Linked DNA regions of Rattus norvegicus: region 1 is linked to region 2. The links are chromatin contacts, called in public Hi-C maps. All regions are on one chromosome and are shown on one strand. Each heading gives the region's core, a stretch centred on a gene start, on an enhancer-like site or on the middle of the called end of the contact. The rest is flanking DNA. Distances are from core to core; before and after follow the strand shown. Region 1 overlaps Wwox (WW domain-containing oxidoreductase). Region 2 overlaps Wwox (WW domain-containing oxidoreductase).

Evidence for each region. A called contact is a pair of places that touch in the nucleus more often than the background predicts.
Region 1: a contact with region 2 is called in a Hi-C map of liver, with 4 times the contacts expected there. The contact joins two enhancer-like sites. A contact is called at or near these places in 11 of 12 Hi-C or Micro-C datasets (the A7r5 cell line, Schwann cells, frontal cortex and 6 more).

What each region holds. Positions count from the first base shown.
Region 1 is chr19:59,894,786-59,899,621 of GRCr8, reverse strand. The region is part of intron 8 of Wwox (WW domain-containing oxidoreductase); the gene reads right to left. Among named protein-coding and RNA genes, the nearest start is that of Trnal-cag16, 340 kb to the right of the region's middle. Within about 2 kb of position 2,766, at least 9 of the 93 cell types and tissues checked have an H3K27ac peak or open chromatin away from gene starts, as enhancers often do. A contact at or near this core is called in liver, where this site is marked.
Region 2 is chr19:59,679,714-59,684,525 of GRCr8, reverse strand. The region is part of intron 8 of Wwox (WW domain-containing oxidoreductase); the gene reads right to left. Among named protein-coding and RNA genes, the nearest start is that of Trnal-cag16, 120 kb to the right of the region's middle. Within about 2 kb of position 2,350, at least 1 of the 93 cell types and tissues checked has an H3K27ac peak or open chromatin away from gene starts, as enhancers often do. A contact at or near this core is called in liver, where this site is marked.

The DNA.
Region 1 (4,836 bases), core at 1,517-4,016, 210 kb before region 2:
AAAGCTATGTCCTTGTAAGAGACTAAATAATAGCGTTTGTATAGAGTGGAAAAGTAAATGTGTTAAATGAGAAAGACACAAGTCTGGCATCTATACCTGGAGCAGTCAGGCCAGGAACATTCTCTCCCTTACAGTCCTTCCCACTGCAGATGAGCCTTGTTTCCTCTGTTCAGATATCATCTCCTTAGCATGTTCCTCAACACACACACACACACACACACACACACACACACACACACACATCTTATCTGGTTGAATTTTTTAAAAGATTTCTTTATTTATTATATATAAGTACACTGTAGCTGTCTTCAGACACACCAGAAGAGGGCATTGGATCTCATTACAGATGGTTGTGAGCCACCATGTGGTTGCTGGAATTTGAACTCAGGACCTCTGGAAGAGCAGTCAGTGCTCTTAACCATTGAGCCATCTCTCTAGTCCAGGTTGATGTTTTTATTTAAAGATTTTTATTCTATTTTTAATTATATGCATATGGGGGGAAGGGCTATGTGCACATGTATGTGTATGCCAAAAGGAGGCATCATTTCCTGGGGCTGGAGTTACAGACATTATATCTGATGTAGATGCTGGGAACCACACTTGCTTGGGTCCTCTGGACAAGTAGCAGGTGTTCTTAACCACTGAGCCATCTGTCCAGCACTGAGCCTTCTGTCCAGCACTCCACCGTGGTCTGTGTAATATTGGCTTGTCTACTTGTTTAACATCCTCTCCACAATACCATGGAAGTCATGCTAGTGCAGGGGTCTTTTGGTTTGGGTGAATTTAGTATTTTATTATAGCCCTTAGCTCTCTCTGATGTCCAAAGGATAAGTGCAATCTCAATAAATCAACCATTTACCGCATGATTGAAAGGATGCTCTCCAAGTGGTGATTGAGTGGACACCTGAGCGTCTAAGGCTGGGGATGAAGATTCCTCTTTGGACCTGCCTCTTGTGGCCTCTAAGGGTCTGACGAAGATCTGAAGTACCTAGAACCCTGTCAACATCATTTATTTATTAAAAATAGTTTGTTTTGGCTGGGTGGTGGTGGTGGTTACACTGCTTTAATATCAGCATTTGGGAGACAGAGATGGGTGGATCTCTGAGTTTGGGGCCATCATGGTCTAAGGAAAAAACAAACCAACAACAACAAAACCACCTTGGTTCTGTTAAAGCTCCACCAGGGTAGCACCAGGAAAGCTTCCACGGGGGCGTTTCTGAGGCACACATTTATGTGTTATCTGTGAGGGTGGTTTTCCAGGGAAGGCACGTGAGAAAGAAAAGACCTCTCTTGATGTAGATGACACAACCTCTTGGGCTGAAGTCCCCAAGGGGAAAGAGAAAGAAAGTTGAGCAACAGCATTCCCCTCCCTCTGCTTGCCCGTGCGTCTGGTGGTGAGTAAGGCTCTGGGATTGCGTGCTCTTCCTGCCAAGATGGACTTTAAGCCATGAACTGTGAGCTCCTTTCCCTGAACTTGCCTCCAGTCAAGCACTTGGTCCAGGCCACGAGAAAAGCAAGCTTGTTTTTGCTGTAGTTCTCAACTGTGCTCGCCTTAGAGATGCTGGCCCTCTGCATTGATGGTTGGCTAGAAAAGTCTCCCTGCAGGGGCTCCTTGATCTGGAGCCTTTGGTTTTAAGCTAACACGGGAGATGAAGAAAGGGACAGATCAACCTTTATGCCTGCCCAATTCCCAAACCTTTCCCCCTCCCGATTCTCCTTTTCCGATCCTGTGGAGCCAAAGGTCTAACCTTTGCAACCAACTTGCTACCTGGGAATTAAAATAATAAACAAACAAGCAGGGCCTCGGCTATCCTGATTAGGAGATGAGCTCCCAAATCTGGCTGTTGACTATGGCTCTAACACTTACTAGCTGTGTGGTCAGCTGCCATTCTCTGCGCTCTGGGTTCCTGGGCCCAAAAGTGGAGTGGTGGAGTCTATCCAGGCAAGTAAGGAATAGTACAACTATACAGTGTTGCACACAGACCCTGCCACAGAGCCAATGACTGGTGTTAGCTAGGCTTGGTGGTAGCTGCCTTTTCAGGACTTTAAAATTTTATTTAAAAAAAAAAAAATCAGGATGACTTGTCGGAGCCATATCTGTTTCCCGATAGTGGGATATGCAGGGCAGATAATTTTAGATGCTACAGAGATCCCCACAAACTCCTTCCAGCATTCCAAGAGAGGATTAAGTTCATCGCTTTAACTCAGACCTGTCAACTCCCCCCCCCCCAAAAAAAATAGCTGGGAATCTAAACTCGGGTTTGGAATGAACCAAGCAGGTGACTGCCTGGAGGTGGGGAGGTGGGGAAGGTATCATATCATATCCAAGAACCACCTTGTGGGAAGTACACACTGCTGGGCTTCCCTTAAAAGAACCAGCCTGGAGCTGGTGCTGGAGGCCCCAGGATCAGTACCTTTCAACAGAGAAGACAGAAGTGGCTCGGGCCTGGCTGGGGACACAAATGCAATCGGTTATATGGTTTTCCAAGAGAAATCTTCCTTCAAAGTGCTCTCTTCTCTGTAAGCCTTTGTTTGCACATGGGAGAGCAGTAGGGGGAGGAGGCTCTCACCTGATGTGCTGAGAAGACACAATGCAGAAGGTGCTAAGTAAAATGACTAGGAGATCGCACCTTTAATTTCATACTTCGAATTTCTAATGCGTCGGTCTTCCGAGAAGCTTGGAACGCTCACCCAAATTGTGAAATGACTTGGCCCCATCCTCACAGTCATCTCGAGACCAGGATGACAGCATGAACATGTGACACCCTGCTCAACAACACAGACATCAATCATAGTGAGGTCCGGCATTAGGTAAATACCAGTGTATTTATCAGCTTGTGGCCTCGCTGTCACCTCATTCTTTACCAAGTGCTAAGCCGGTTATATGAAACGGGCCTTCAGCAGGGGTGGGGCCTAATGGGGGTGGATCACTGGTTACCCAGAACCAGAGTGAAAAAGAATCCAGCAGAGGATTCTGGAGAGGTGGAAGGGTAAATCGGGAAGCAGGCTGCATGGGGTTCAGGCTCAGCTCAGTAAGAAGCTAAAATTGGGAGACGAGACAGTCACAGACTTGAATCTCAGAAGTGCCGTCTCTGTAGCTGGTGGTAACCACCCCAACAAGCTGCAGTGTGTTAGCATGTACAGGAAGTAGCTGCCCTGGGTTTGGCAAGCAGGAAGTATTTGCCATGTGCCATGTGACCCAAGTCCCATCCCTGGGGATCCACAGAGTGAAAATAGACTCCAAGAAATTGTCCTCTGACCTCCAGACACATGCACACAAGATAATAGGGTTGTTTGCTTGTTTGTTTCACGCTGGGGAGATGCTGTGCAAGAACAATGTCCTGCACTTGGATCCTCAGAAGCCAATCCAAAGCAGGTGAGGTGGTGTAGACATTCACAAAGCAGGAGCTTCTACCAGGACATGGGGGGCAGAGAAGGTCCATGAGACGCTCACAGGGCAGGTAGCATAGCCTATGCAGCAGTGAGTGTCTAGGGAGATCCTGTTTCCTATGAGGTGCGCACCACAGCATACATTTGCTCATAGTCACTGCTCCCTCCCCTCCCCTCCCATACACACAATTTAAAAACAAGCAAACAAGGGCTGGAGAGATGGCTCTGGAGTTAAGAGCAGTAACAACTCTTGGCGGCCTGAGTTCAGTTCCTAGCACCCACAAGGAGTGGCTGACAACTGCCTGTAACTACAGTTCCAGGAGGTTTGATACCCTCTTTTGTCCCTCACAGGTACCCATACATACATAGCATACATGAATTCACTCGGGCACACGTACATACACACAAAAAATAAATCTTACGAGAAAACAGAATTGAGGCTTGCCGGTCTGCACTCTGGGCTAGCGTCTTCTGGGATCCTATGACAGCACCATTTTTCTCAGCACTGGCCACCAGTCTCCACGTTCAGGTTTGTTCTATTGCTGATTGTCAGTCACAATGTCTGACCCCTGTGGACCAGAGACCCTCAGGAGCAAGGCACAGTGTGGCCTTTTGTCTGAGCCTTCTTCATATTGTGTAATACAACAGCCACCAGGGACATCTGGTTTCTTAAGTTACTTAAATTTAGTCAAATAAAGCTTCCAGGCCCTCAGTCATGCCCACCGTGTTTCAAGAGCTCTGCAGCTTTGGGCGGCCATTGAGCTGGACCATCTAGACATAAACCACCTCTAATTTTTTATACAATGTCCTGCAGGATAATGTGAACACATGGGTGGCAGAGACTCAATGTACATGTCTATTATGGAGGAGAGTCATGGAGGAGAGTGAGGGAAGACAGCCAAGAGCATGATGGAATAAAGAAATGAAGGGACAGTAATTCCTAAACAAAACCTAATCCCTAAACATCCCTGCCCAGCACTCATGCTCAACTATCCTCCTTTTCCTCAGAGGTATTTTTAAACATCACAGAAGACACGAAGACATGCATGTTGTGTAAACACGGGATTTGGTGGACTAAATGCTCACAAGGACTCCAAATGAACTAGAAGGTTACAGAACTGGGCTGTTGCAGTACCTCAGCCTTAAAGAATTTGCTCAACATCTGCAAGGCCCTGTGCTCGAGCCCAACACCGCTAAAACAGAAGAGCTTACACTTCTCAGTAGGTCGCACATACCGAATGGACAGCCATGTCCACAGTTCCTACACACTATGACCAGACCTTCTTTGTGGGTCCTCTGGGTCTTGTGCTGGTTAGCATTTGTCAACTTGATACAAACTAGAGTCACACAGGAAGAAGGAACCCCAGCTGAGGAATTATCTCCATTAGACTGGCCAGTGGGCATATCTGACTTGACTACTGACTGATGTGGGTCCAGTCCACTGTG
Region 2 (4,812 bases), core at 1,101-3,600:
ACAACAACAAAAGAAGTCGGGAGGCATACGTGGGAGGTCTGGGGGTAGTTAGGGGGGTAGATATGATCTAAATACATTGTATTCATGTATGAAACTGCTGAATGATAATGAAAAATGGTCTTGACCTTGGAGGAGAACAAGTCCAGAAGGTTAAGACAATCAATACTGGGAGATCACTATTTGGTGGAGGATCCTCTAAAAGAGGCCAGCAAAGGATACTGGAGACTCCATAGCCAGTGCCCTGGACCCAACATGGAAGATGTCAAAGGCACGGTGGTCAGTGACAATGAAAGTGAGTCCCCAAAGGTCCGGGATGATCAGATATCAGAGGGGTTACCTAACGTGAAAGCAGAGAGGTGGACAGGAAGCACCTTCAAAGAGACTGGTGGAGAGCCAGGCTCCTCATGGGCCAGCACCATCTCCATGGGCCAGCCCCAGCCCCATGGGCCAGCCCCATCTAGGGAGACCGCAAAGTTCACTGCCACCATTTTTTGTATGGAAAAAGAAAGGCCCGGATGGTTTTTATACTTATGAAAATTCAGTTTTAATCAAAGTTGGTTAAGTTAATTATTGACTCAACAAGGATGAAACTTGAATAAGATCATTTTTGCCTTAAGCCAAACTATTAAGAAGCCTCAGATAGTTAATAGACTGAAAGTCCTCAGAATTATTTCTTTAGCCTTTATAACATTCCAGACTCAATTATTATTGTGCGTGTCTCCCAACGTCCAGGAAGGCAAGGTGACCCAGGAGGTTCCCGGTATAGTTAAAGACAGGGGTTCCCCGTAATGCCCCTGCCACCCTCGTGCTAAGTCTGTACAACCTGATGCGCCCTTGCTTCTGGCCACCTTTGTGAGCGGGACTTGTGCAGTTTGGAATCAGACTCTTGCTGAGACCTGGTTCCCTTCACTCTCCTACGAGCTCTGAATGCCCTGTGGCAAACCTCCCTGATTTGAGATACACGAAGAGGTCAAAATGAACCACAAAATGGTTGTAGAGTCTTTCAGAGTCTCCTTTCCCACCTCTCCCATGGTGACATCAATGCTCTCCCAAAGATACCAGAAAGAGAGGGGAGCGGAATAGAGAGGAGGGAAAGGAAAGGGAGGGGAGGAGAAGGAGATAGAAGAACTGAGTGAAAACAAATTACAAGGAACTTTGTTTTAAAGTGCCCTCACGGGGTCAGTGAGATGTTCAGCCTGCAGCCAAATCTGACAGAGCAGACCCAATCTCCAGAATGCACGTGGTGGAGAAAACCGAGTCCCACAACTTGTCCTCTGATCGCTATGTGCACGCTTTGATATGTGTGTCCCACTACAAATATACATACACTACATAGACATATACATTTTAAAATACAATTTTAGAAAGTAAATAGCATTAAGATACTAATACTTTAGATGCTGATTTAAAATGTTAACTTTAATTAAACACTTCCCCCACAAATTCCCTTCAGAATAATGGTCTTTTAAATTATCTGGAAATCTGGTATTTCTTTCTAAGCCACAACCGGGGTTCTCACCCAGCCACAGTCCTGCCAAGGGAAGGCTGAGCTCCTACACTGTAGGATCCTGCCTGAAGCCCAAGGAACATGTATTTATTGAGCTGTGGGGGGCCAAGGAGTAGACGTGCTATTACTCAGGCTAGTCACTGAAAGCGGGTCACTGTTATCACCCCCTACCCCCCAAAACTCCGAGCCCTTGTCCCTCACTGTCCTGGTGGCCCTGAAGGAGGAGGCCAGTCCAGTCTACCTCCATCCAAATAGCTTCTCATCCACAGTGAGCTAACTCTTCTGTTTGGAGCACACCTCTCTGGGCACTTAGAAGAAGTGGTGACTGTTCTTGAATTTGAGTGGTAGGCACAGAAGGGGTCTGGACAGAGGGGCGTATAAACAATGCAAACCCAGGAAGTTCTCAAAGCAAGAGAAGCAGTGAGTCAGCCCATTACTTTGTATGCTAGCCCCAGAGCCTTTCCCACCCATGAAATCTCTGCTCGTGAGAACCAAGTTCAATGACCTTGACGTTCAATCTTATGAAAATAATCCATGTTAGCTTTAAAAAAGAAAAAAAGCATGCTTGGTCTAAAGTAAAACCTGATCACTACACCCACAGATTAGTGCAGCAGTCAACCCTCATTCGAGAAGTTTCTCCTTGTAGTAGACAGCAGTGAGTATGGAGACCTGCAGCCCATCAAGGTGAGGACCAGGGACAACTGCCGAGAGCTCATCGATTTTGGCGGAAAGTCAGGGTACATGTGAGAGTCAAAGGTGACGCATGGCTACAAAGGAACAGCGTGTCCTGGCCACAGCCGAGCCGTTGCACACAAGCACTCACAGCAGTTGAGGCGATACGCACAGGCTTGCACAGGTTCATGCTGGACAGAATCCCAGAGAATGGAGAGAGGGCCTACACAGAGTCCCACCTTCAGCTGAGGGGCTATGGCTTGCTGATAGCCACTGGGAGGAGTGTCCATTTTCTTGAGGGGGTGATGGGTAGATCACCATCCGGTGAAGGCCAAATATCCAAGAGCAGATATGTAGTATAAATTATATTTGGAAGGTTTTAAGAAAGAAGAGCGCATAAAGCTGGGTGGGTAGGGATCTAGATGGATCCAGGAGGGTGAGGGAGGGGGTGAATAAGATAAAAATGCATTGTATGAAACTCTCAAAGAACTAATAAAAATAAGGAAAAAAAACCATTATTTTTCTGTGGCTCTCTACTCAGACTGACTTCCTGGGGCCGAGACTCAACCATCACTCTGTTCCCCGTCTTTTCAGATCTCCTTTAAGCACAGGGGTGGCCTGTGAAATAATGGTTTTCAGTTTTAGAAAACTGTAGATCGATGGCTCATCTCCACTCGGCAGCACTTCCCGTCCAAGGGGCCTGACCTCCAGGCTCAGCCACAGAACTCGTGCATCCGTTCTTCTGATGGTGGGAAACCGGGTGGCAGCCGAGTGCCTAAGGAGGAAACCAGCAGCCTCTCTCAGGATGAGCCTGAAGCCCTCAGAATGGCCTGTCACCCTGCGATGGACATCAGCCTCCCACTCAATTGACAGCCCTTCCTCCGGCTATAGGATCTCGACTGTAATTACAGGAAAGGCCATACCATAAGGATGGGGGGAGGGATAATTGACAAACAGCTCCATGTGCAGTCTCCAGGACTGATGGCCCAGCTGCATGTTACTGCTTCTTCTCAAACGGGCGACCAATGCATAATCCATTAAGCCGGGGCCATGCAAACCCAGGAGATGGGGCTTCTGCACTCTGGGCCGTTTGAGGCTCACAGAGATGGCCCCCAGCTCGACGGCCCAGCTCGACAGAGTGCCGCCATATAAATTACGTTCTGGAGCCACAATTTTGCAGTTGTTGCTGCTGGTTTCTTTCGCTTGCTCGTAGCTTTCTGTTTGTGTTGTGTTTATTCATCATGCCATCCAAAAATGGAGAGGGAGAGGCCACATTTGCAGGCTTTGAAATCTGAACTTCAGCCTGGCTTCTGGCGGCTGCACCACTGTAAGAGTAGAGGGTGCAAAGCTACTTAGGAAGAGCTGCCCACTGTTAACTTTCTCAAATGAAGGCAAAGATCAGGAGTTGGCATGCCAGATGGCTTGGTCAGGAAGTGCTCACCACACAGGCATAAGGACAGTAGTATGATCCCCAGCACCCAGATTAAAGAGCCAAGTGCAGAGACGACACACACTTATATGATGCTAGGACTCGGGCACAGCGGAGACCAGCAGTAGAGCTATATCAGCAAGCTACATGTGCACTGAGACACTCCACCTCAAAGACTAAGGGGGAGCATTGAAGAAGACACATGAGGATGCCCTCTGGTCTACACACACACGTGCACATACATCTGTACTTGAGTAAAGCTGGTGTAACCCATATCATGCACTGGGTCAGAACATGGCCCCAGATCATTTAAAAACCATTGCCCCCGTCGGCCCTGTACTTTTCATCTCAGGATTCCCAGTTCTAAAACCGGGAATACCAAGTGGTATTCAGAAAGACCTGACATGTTATGTATTCATAAGAGTCGGGCAAGGGTCACGCAAACATCGTATGTATGAATTATTGTGGATTTCGGTCTTATATGTTTAATCACAACCTCTAGTAAAAGGAATGGTTTTCCTTAAATTTTTCAAAGATTCTTCACTTGGCACCGCGGGCAGCTGGAATGGCCCACGGAAAGTGTGAGCTGTAAACAGACAGAGCCACCAATTAGCTGCACAGGTGAGCCTTGTTCAGTGGGACACATGTTCATCAGCCTATGTGTGCAGAAATCAAAGTACAGCTAAATGAACAGGTAAGCTTGCTACTGAAATGAGCATTGCAATGGGAAAAGAAAGTGTTCTAAGGAAGCTTCTGGACCAGAGAAGTGTTGGCCTCCAGTCATCCCAGATAGAGCCTTACCGTAGAATGTGACTGTCATAGAGTAAGTGTCTAACTGATGGAGGCAAGGCCCAGTAAGAACCATGTAGTATTCCCATCTCTAACTGGGGGGAAGTTTTCCTAAGCTTCTCCCTCGAGGAAGGCTGACCTCCAACAGCAGAAGACCACCACCACCGAGAATAAAATATCAAAGGCCCTTGCATAGAGACCCAGTTTTTTCCCTGCACAAAGAACCATCAGAGTGTCACTTTGGACACTAGGGAAATAGATGGATTGCTTGCTGAACAAGAAGGAAAACTTGAGAGCCCAGATCTGTAACCATGGCACTGGAGAACAGAGACAAGCAGATTCTGGATCCCAGGGGCTTGCTGGCCAGCCAACCTGGCTGAAATGGCATGCTCCAGTTTAGTGAAACCCTGTCTCA